Regions from separate parts of the Mus musculus genome. Here region 2 is linked to region 1. Evidence: chromatin contacts called from public promoter capture Hi-C data. All regions are on one chromosome and are shown on one strand. The core of a region is the stretch at or near the end of the contact, and the rest is flanking DNA. Distances in the headings are between cores, read along the strand shown. Region 1 holds the start of Zfp943 (zinc finger prtoein 943). Region 2 holds the start of Trim26 (tripartite motif-containing 26).

The links. Promoter capture Hi-C pulls out the DNA fragments that hold promoters and counts their contacts.
Region 2: a promoter capture Hi-C map of pre-B cells shows a contact between it and region 1, with 5 times the contacts expected there. The contact joins the promoter of Trim26 here to the promoter of Zfp943 in region 1. A contact is called at or near these places in 4 of 39 promoter capture datasets (cranial neural crest, frontonasal cranial neural crest, liver and 1 more).

Annotation. Positions count from the first base shown.
Region 1 is chr17:21,959,803-21,964,841 of GRCm38.p6, forward strand. Zfp943 (zinc finger prtoein 943) reads left to right here and starts at 2,757. Exons shown (of 4, transcript NM_001025373.2): 1 at 2,757-3,017. It overlaps Zfp942 (zinc finger protein 942), which reads right to left and starts at 2,662. Exons shown (of 6, transcript NM_001199048.1): 1 at 2,454-2,662. It also overlaps the pseudogene Gm7805.
Region 2 is chr17:36,835,701-36,840,432 of GRCm38.p6, forward strand. It overlaps Trim26 (tripartite motif-containing 26), which reads left to right and starts at 1,446. Exons shown (of 10, transcript NM_001025599.3): 1 at 1,446-1,564; 2 at 1,765-1,872.

The DNA of each region.
Region 1 (5,039 bases), core at 1,507-4,006:
GAAAGCAGCAGCCTACAGAGTGTAAGAAGATTTTTACCAATTCTTTTTATTTTATTTTATTCTGATGCAAGTACATGGGATTCTTTATTCAAGCTTGTGAGCTTGGGCCACAAACTTTCCTGATGCAACAGGATATGAAAAGTAACTACGAGGTCTAGGGTTTCTATATCCAATAGAGAATTAATATCCAAAATTACAAAAAGAACCTAAGAATCTAGCTGTGAAAAAAAAAAAAAACAACAACCAAATATACAATTTATAAATGGGTTGCAAATCTAAACATGGAATTCTAAATGGAGGGAACTCAAATGGCCAAAATATACTTTAAAATATTCAACACTTTTAGCCTTCAGGGAGATGCAAATCAAAACTATTTTGAGATTCCATCTTATAATCGTCAGAATAGCTAAAATCAACGTCACAAGTGAAAGCTTATGCTGATATAAATGTGGAGCAATAGAAACATCCCTCCATTGTTAGAGGGAGTGCAAAATTGTACAGCCACTAAGGAAATCAGTGTGGCAGTTTTTCAAACTGATGGGAATCAGACTACTTCAAGATCTACTCAGTCCAGGGCATATACCCAAAGGACACTTCAATCTACCCAAGGACCCTTGCTAAACCAGGCTCATTGCAGCTTTATTCACAATATTTAGAAACTAGAATCAATCTAGATGACCTTCAACAGAAGAATAAATAAAGAACATGTAGTACATTTGCACAGTAGATTATTACTCAGCTGTGAGCAGATCTAGCTGAGCAGTGGGAGGCCTGTATATAGGAAAGAAATTCTTCAGAATGCACCTGAAACTTTTCATAAAACAAAAATGAAAAATGGTTACACTTGTCCAAAGGAGACATGGAGGAAGAAAGAGAAAATATCATGCCAAAGTCTCGTTTTCTGTGAGGATTTCATTTTACTCTATGAGATGTGAGACTCATTCATACACAGTTCACACAAATGCAGAGTTGTTTTCCCAGGACCTCTTAGTAGGGGCAAGGAAGACTACAAGAAAACTATTCTGACCCACAGAATCAAGGCTGCTGCACTTCTCTAACAGGTCTGTGAAAAAAAGCCCTGACTCTAGGGTCTAGGTGTTCTCACAACTACAAGAAGTCCAAAGTCTGAGAAACTACTAACAACAAACTATGAAACAAAAATAAAAACAAAATAAAACAAAACAAAAAAAAATAGTTTGGTCACATGTGCGTGGACACAGTGCTTTTCTTGAACTAAGGAGACATTTTTCTGATGTAAGTGAGCAATCACAGTTATTCAAAAGATGCTTTCCTATTTTTAAAAACTCTATACTGACTTTTCTATCTATAAAAACATCTTCCTCTCACAGCATGCATACTGGGCTGGACTATATCACAAGAGGAATGGCTAACTTAAGTGCCTATTAACACATCAAAGTCGACATTTTTGGCTAGAAGCTTTCCTGGCTCCTGGTTTTTCTCTTGGTCCCTCCCTGACCCCCATACCTAGTTCAGTCTGGACTCTTCAAGTGGCCTCTGGTTGTTTTCTGGTTCATACTGTAAAACCCAAAAATACCGTGTAAGCACCACCTTCGCAAGAACCAGGTACCTTCTTGGAATGCTGGGAGTTTTAGTTCTTGAGAAAATTGCAAAACCTCATGCATGGGAAAGTATGGTGGCCTATAGGTTTGTCTTTATAAAGCTCTGGAGCATGTGACCAAAGTCCATCTCTTGGTTAGTATTTAACAACCCTTACTCAAATGGTGGAATTGTTTGTTTGTTTGTTTTCTCCAGCTAATCTGAGCATTATCATGACCTACAATTAACCTTCTCCTCAGCCACACCTTTGGACAGTCATCATCTCATTTTCATTCAGCCGTAAGGTGTGATGTTAATAACTAAGCATATGAAGACACATGTCTGAATGCTGTATTTACATCAAAGAGAGCATGCATCTAAGATGGAACTCTAACGGGGAGCAAAACTTTGGTCAGTAAAACTTAATGTTTACAGTCATAATTTTGGTGCTTCGTAATGTATATTTTCTGATTCACTCAAATGTGTACTGGTTCCTCATAAGACTAATATCTACAAAGCTCTCTGGGAATGCCTATTTCCCAGGCCAGAGGCCACTCTCTCCTGAGTAGGCAAATGATGGGTCAAGGGAGTTAAGAAATCTAAGTTCGAGAAGCTTTGTAACTGCTGTAACAAAGAGAACCCCGTGTGCAAACTACAGTACTGCAAATGTTCTACGACACTATTTTCGGAAACCATTCTGGTAACCATAAGATAAATGAAACAAACAAACAAACAAACAAACAAACCACGATACACCCAGTTCATAGGATCTCAAACCTCCTGACAATGATAAAAATCCACAGCAGAATTGTGAGCGCGGCGTCCTTAAGAGCAACTGCAGAAAACAAGCCCCTGCTCCGCTCCAGCCCATTTCCCAGCCCCGCAGCTCCTCTGACCTGCAAGGTTCCAGGGCCGCCGGGCTGCGGTGCCCGCGGCTGCGCGGCTGATGGCTGACTCTCCCAGGTCAGCACAGGAAACCGCATCTGAGGAGAGTTTACGGCCTTCGAAAAGAACCAGGCCAGGGTAAGTCGCCCGCAGTGGGAGTAGAGACAACTTGGCTCCAACAGGTACCTAAGGGGACGCGGTTCCCAGTCTCTGGCCACGATCTTTGGAGCGGCTCCCCTAGCCCCGCCCAGGACACCACGGTTCCGGTCACGTGACAGCGCTAACGCCTTCAGGCCCGCCGCTTTCACTTCCTTAATTACGTTGGTAGAGTCCGTCCAGCTGCGTTCTCTTCTAGGTCGCCAGCTCCAAATGTCCAGGCCAGAATGACGTGAAAAGCCACCATTCCCCTTGCTACCTGTGTAATCCATGTGTACTCGAACTGAGCGCTGGTTTTTCGGCCCCAGTTTCCTCCGGAAACCGGAAAGCTCCTCAGACGCAGTTTCCTGGCTGCGGACCTGGGAGAGTCAGCAGCGCAGCGGCGGGCACCGCAGCCCGGTGGCCCCGGAAGGTCCCAGGTCAGAGGCGCTGCGGGGCTGGGAAACGGGAGGGAGCGGAGCAGCGGGGTGTTTTACGCAGCTGCTTTTATGGATGCCGCTCTCACAGTTCTGTTATCTTACCGTTGTCGGGAAATTGAGATCCTGTGAACTGGGGGTCTATCATGATTTTTTTTTTCATTTATCCTCCAGTTATCAGAATATTCAGTTGTAAAATAACTCATTAAAAATGATAGAGCAGTTGCATTATCTGCTGTTTGCTATTGTGTCAATCACAAAGCATACGGGACGTAAATGTATTCATGTTTCTAACACCCGTGTTTTACTAATTGCTTATTCAAGAGAATACCTTTTACTTCGCTAAATAGAACTTTGTATTTATACTAACCATATGAAGAACCAGTACAGATTCTTTTTTTTTTTGAACGAGAAAATATACTTTATGTTATGCTATGGTTGTGATTGTAAACATTAATATTTACTAAGTAGACTTTAGTGTTGTATGCAGTTTCGGATGTAAATAAAGCATTCAGAAGTGCGTCTTCATATGCTGAGTTCTTATGGTACACCTTAGGGCCAGGCAAGCTCACTATTGCTATGTGAGTGTATCAGACCACTCTATTGTTATGATTAGAAAACCCAGTATAGATTAAAGTTTTAGAAAGCATCTTTTGTACAACTACGATCACTCTCCTGTATCAGAAAAAAGATCTCTGTGGTTGAAGAAAAGCGCTCTGCACCTACATATGTGGCCAAGCTTTTTTTTTTTTTTTTTTTTTTTTTTTTTTTTTTATTGTAGGGTTTGTTATCATCAAGTCCTGTGGTTGTGGACATCCTGTAGGAGTGGGAATGCTTAGACTCTGCTGACAGGGATTTTTGCAGAGATCTCCCTTTGGACAAGTGTAGCAGTCTGGTTTCTATGGGAGACAATAGTTTTCTTGCAGTCTCTCCAGCTTTCTTTTCAGGATTCCTGGGAGAATGACTCTCTTTGTGTCTGAGCTATGTGTGAATGAGACTCACATCTCACATAGTTAAATGAAATCTTTAGATTAAAAGGGACATTTTTATTTCTGATATTTACTCTTTCCTTCACAGTTTCCTTTTTGGAGGCATCATTCATGAATGTATTTATGTATTTATTTATTTACTTTCAACACAGCAAAAGCTTTATTTGTACAATCTTTACTGGACAATTTGGGGCTGTGTTACTGAGTAAACACCTGTCGTCTCAGGCCTGTTACTAAAATGGTAATAGATACAAATCAGACTTACTGGTGACAGTCCTTTTGGTCCTGTCTTATTTATAACAGTTTCTATAGCACTGCAGCCTTCAGTGGTACTGTACCACTCTGGAAAAGATACCTTCAGGCTCCTTTCCATCCCCCAAAGCTGCAGCAAATCCTTCCTGCTGCCTCCTCTTAGCCAAAGCAGCCAAAGATTTAAGCGTCTATGGTTCGTAGATGGCCAGGTCCACAGGTACTTTCCGGTTGAGCTCCACCTGGCACTTCATTAAGTTGACAGTGAATTCGGGGTACTGTAAGCCATGCTCCTGGGAGGCAGCTGTAATTGGATTAATCCAGAGGGTCCTCAAAGTTCTGCTTCTTAAGTCTGTGGGACTTCGTACACGAAGGCTCTGGTCACCGCCCTGACTGCCAGCAGGTAGCAGTGATTCTTCCTTCCCCTAAAATCTTAAAATGTAGAGCATGTTTCAGCACCTCCTATACCTGCCAATAGCGACCAGTGAGGCGGTTCCGCAGCCACAGCCACGTCATAAGGAATACCATGATGGGCTCCCGAATCCTGAGGACGCATCATTTATTTTTGTACCATGAAAAGTTCTGAATGCTTTCTTATGAATCTTTCCCATATGCAGGGGCCCCCTGCCCAGTCAGTGCTACTTACCTGTGAATCTGAGAGCCCTGGATGGTGAAGAGAGGAAAGAGTAGCAAAGGATCCTGTATGTTAGAGGGAATGAGGAACGATTGGGAGGGGCTTCAAGTCCCAGTAGAAAGGGGACATGAGATTGGTTTGGCCAGATTCTAT
Region 2 (4,732 bases), core at 196-2,695, about 15 Mb after region 1:
CCTGCACCATCACAGCCTGCCCTGCTTCTCACTCCACTTCCAATAAATCTTTTTCATGAGCTCTGTTGTGTAATATGATTTTTTTTTTTTTTGGCAGCATTCCTTGGCTCTGACCATCGTTGAGGTACTCCCTGTGACTATTCCTTAAGTATGGAGAAGATTTTTATTGTAGATATAAGGGAAACGCAGGCAGAGTGGGAAGAACCGGTACTGAATATGGGCAGCCTGGTCTACAGAGCGAGTTCCAGGACAGCCAGAGCTACATAGTGAGACTCTGTCTCTAAACAAAACAAAACAAAGCTCCCACCCCCAATATCAACTGAAAGAGCAGGTATCTAGTGATTTTAGGGTGTGCTGAGATCAAAGTCCAGAGCACAGGCATCCAGAACTCCGCTCCACCCCCTACAACAGCTCACAGGAAACTCAAAAGCACTCCCCATATGTTGGTGAAATGTTAGGACTTAGGACTCGGAGCCCTCCTGCAGCTCGGACTACTTCTTTGGAAGTAGCAGGAACTGTGGATTTCCTGCAGAGCAGAAAGCTGTGTGCAAAAAGGGCTTTCAGGCTAGTGGGCGTGGTCGAGTCCTTGGCTGTGGAGCTGCAGGAGGCTCTCAAAGCTCCTGTAGAGGGCCTCAGTACCAGATATTGCAGGTTCTGTAGTTTTTCTCAGTTTTCAACAAATTCCCCCTTCGTAGCCCAGGCTGGTATTGAACTCTAATGCCTCGGTTTCCCTAGCGCCAGGATCTTTAAATGTTTTGCATTTATTTATTTAGCGTAGGTGGAGAGTGCATGTGCTTGTGGAGCTTAGAGGACAACCAGAATAGATGTTCTCATGTCCCATCATGTGGGGGATATGGGATTTGAAAGCCAGTCATCTGATTTGGTGGCAAGCATCTTTACCCACTGAACTATCACTGTGGTGTGGGGTGGAGTGTGGAATGTGTATGTGTGTTTACTTTGTTCTGTACAGCAGGAACAGCACCTGCCTTGTGTAAGGAAGGCTAGTTGTCAAAAATGGTTCATCCTAGCCAGGAGCTTCGAAAATGATATTTGTGATGGATCTTGGAAAAACTTGATAGACTGGTCTGATCTTAGTTAGAGGCAGGCCCTGAGGAGGAAACCCCATCTAAAACCCAGCCCTTGCAGACACCCCAGCCCACCCCTAACCGCAGGGAATCAGAAATGGGGTCTCGAAAGCTATGGGGGCTTCAGCACCCTAACCTACACGAGGCCTCGCGCGACCTCAGCAGCTGGAAGACAACCGTGACGCACTGGCCGCTTCCGATTTCACTTTCCTTTTCTCGGGCCCGGCCGCTTCACCTCTTTGGCCGCTGCCTGGGGATTTGCCCAGTGATCAGTGACGTCAAGAATCCTGAAGTTCCCATTGGAGGATGGAGTTTGGCAAGAGCCAATCCCAGGGCTGGTCCCAGAGAAATCTCGGCGGAGGGCCCGGAGCTCCCGGAGACTGCTGGGCGGGGAGACTGTGGTGCCGGCTGCTTGCTCAGGACCTACCCCGCGGAGCAGCTCCAGGGAGAGGAGTGACCCGGCCCGGAGAGCGGCGCGGGTGAGTGCGGTTTGCACTGGTGAGGAGACGCGGAGGAGCGGCCGCCGTGCGACCCGGGTGGGGACAGCGAAGGCGGCCGCGGGCCCTGGGCAGGGCTAACCAGGCCCGGGCGCGCGGGACGGCGAGCTCGCGTGAGCGCCGCGTCCCCGGCTCGCCTTTGGGCCTTTCGCCCTGAGCTCGCCGTGTTCCTTCCTCCTCAGGTCCAACCCAGACTTACTTCAGTCTCTTCCAGTCCCCAGAGCCAGAAGTGAGCGGGACCCGGATGACGTTCCACCTGGTGGCTTGGAGCCCTGCATGACCAGAAGCAGGTCTTATATTTATGTATCTGTTTATTTTTTTTTTATTTATTTATCCTCAGAGTAAACTGGTTTAGCTAGTTGTACCAAGAGCTGTGCGTTCGTTATCACTGATGATTTTACTACCTAATTAGCTTAGGAAAAGAAAGTATAAACCTGGCTGTGGACTGGTGCACGCCTTTACACCCAGTGCTTGGGAGTTAGAGGCCAGTCTGGTTTACAGACTAAATGAATTCTAGGATAACCAGGGCTACAAAGAGAGCCCCTGTCTTGACCCCCACCCCCACCCCCACCCAAAAAAAAAAAAAAGAAAAGAAAAGAAATGTATGAATTTAACTTTGGGAAGTGAATAGGAGGAGACACTTAACAATTCCCCGTACATTCCAGATTTTGACAACACAACCATTTGTGTGTGTTTCAAAGAAGGGAAGAATGACATGCGCTCGTTCATGCATGCCTGAACCCCTTGTTAGTGAGATGGATTCATGATGCCTAGAGTATTCCTCCCAAGTTAAAACAAACAAACAAACAAACCCATATTTTTCTAAAAGAAAGCTTTCATTAATGCCTTTAAAACTGCAACTTTTAAATTTGATAATGATGACGATGGTGATGACAACGACAGGGTGTCTCCATGTATCCAAAATGGTCTGAAACTGACCATGGCAGCCCAGGTTAGCCTCCTGCCTCGAGTGCTTCGATTACAGAGATTACAGGCATCTGCCCACACTTTTGAATACACTTAATTTTTTTTAGAACAGTTGTACATTTACAGAAAAAATTGAGAAAACAGTGTGTGAAGTGTCTATAACTCCCAACTGATTTCCTTTCATTGACAAATAACACATTATTATTGGCCAAAGTCCACACACTATATTTATTCACCTTTTCCTTTTCACCTTATCCCTCCATATTCTCACCCAGGTTGCTGCACTGCATTGGTTTTTAGATTTGGTTTCAGAGTTTTCAGAGACACTTATGTAATGGATACCTCAGATAATGAACACACGAGGAGAAAGGTTGATTTTGGTTCACAGGCTTAGAAGTTGCAGCATATGACCCATTGGTACCTGTTGATCTGGGCCTACCATGAGGCAGCAGGCACAGAGAGAGCAGTGCGCAGAAGAACAAAACCACTCATGTAATAGGCAGGAAGAGAGGAGAAAGAGATACATCAGCATGCCACAGCCCCCTTCTATGATGCTATCTCAGTGTCCTAAAGTGGTACACCTCGTAAGGTCTGAATTGGTTTTCAGTAGTGCTGATGCAAGGAACAAGCCTCTGTAGACCAGGCTGGCCTCGAACTCAGAAATCCGCCTGCCTCTGCCTCCTGAGTGCTGGGATTAAAGGCGTGCGCCACCACGCCCAGCAGAACAAGCCTTTTTCACGTGGACTTTTGAAGCATATTCTGATATAAACACTTGGATGTGTGTTTGTATGGTATATCTTACTATTTTTTTTTATTTATTTTTCTTATTCACTTTACATCCTGTTCACTGCCCCCTTCCAGGTCACCCCCTCCCACAGTCCTTCCCCTATCCCTCCTTCCCTTCTCCTCTGGGGTAGGCGATGACTCTGGGTGTCCCCTCCAACCCCCAACATTTTAAGTCTCTGAGAGGCCGGGTGCTTCCTCTTTCACTGAGGCCGGCAAGGCAGCCTAGCTAGAACAGATCCTACACGTGGGCTTTTGGGATAGCCCCAGCTCCAGTTGATTAGGACCCACATGAAGCTGCACATCTGCTGCTACATATGAGGGAGGAGGCCTAGGTCCAGCCCGTGTGTATGTTCTTTGGTTGGTAGTTCATACTCTGAGAGCCACTCTTAAGATTGGGTTTGTGTGTTAAAGAATACAGTTAAGTTGCCATATTCAGCACAGCTTAGTAAGGATTTCATGTCAAGATTTAGGTGCAGCCCTCCTCACCCAGCTGAGTGTTTGCTGGTTTTCTACATTGTCAAGTTTTGCATTGCAGTTTTTTCCCTTTGCATACAGTATTACTGGGAAGGAAGTCACTTTGTTCATCTAAGGAATTAGGGAGTTACGGATTTTAAATTATTCCCTGTGGGAAATGTGTCCACTTCATTAATTTGTTCATCTCTTTATATCAGTATGGACTTGCAGGTATTGATACTTGCAAGATTGGATTACAGTCCAATAGTGCTTTTGTTGTTGTTGTTGTTGTTGCTGCTGAAATCAGTGCAGCTTTGAGTATTGAAAGCTGATTGCCTCCATGTCTCTCCTCTTTTAATGATGCCTTTTGAGTAAACACTCGTGTATACGTGACCTTCCAAACTTCAGACAACTTGGCCAAACAATTTCCTTTGCTAAGAGATAAGAAAATCTGGGTCTGGGGAGTTGGCTCCATGGTTAACAGGATTTCTTGTTCTTTGAGAAGACCTAGGTTCAGTTTTCAGTACCCACATGGCTCGTAACCATCTATATATAACTCCAGGTCCAGGATATCTAACACCCTCCTCTGAACTCTGCAGGCACTGCATGCATGTGGTGAGAAAACACCTGCACCCACAAAATAAATCTAAAGACTTGAGAAGGAGGGGGGGAGGAAGAGGAAAGGAAAGGGTCTTGCCAGACGAAGTGGTGATTGCCTATACTCTCAGCACCTGAAAGGCAGAGGCAGGCAGATGTTTGTGAGTTTGAGGCCCCTTTGATATACATAGAGAGTAGCAAGCCAGCCATAGTCGCATAGTGAGACCCTGTCTCAGAGAGGAGAAAGAAGATGCAGGGGGATTGGTAAGGAAACTGAAGTACAAAGGTGGGGAATGACTTGTTAGTTGCTACAAGAGAATCACAAGCAGGACTGAGACTGCATCTGTTACTGCAGAACTCCGAAAACCTCAGGTAAAACCTTTTAAG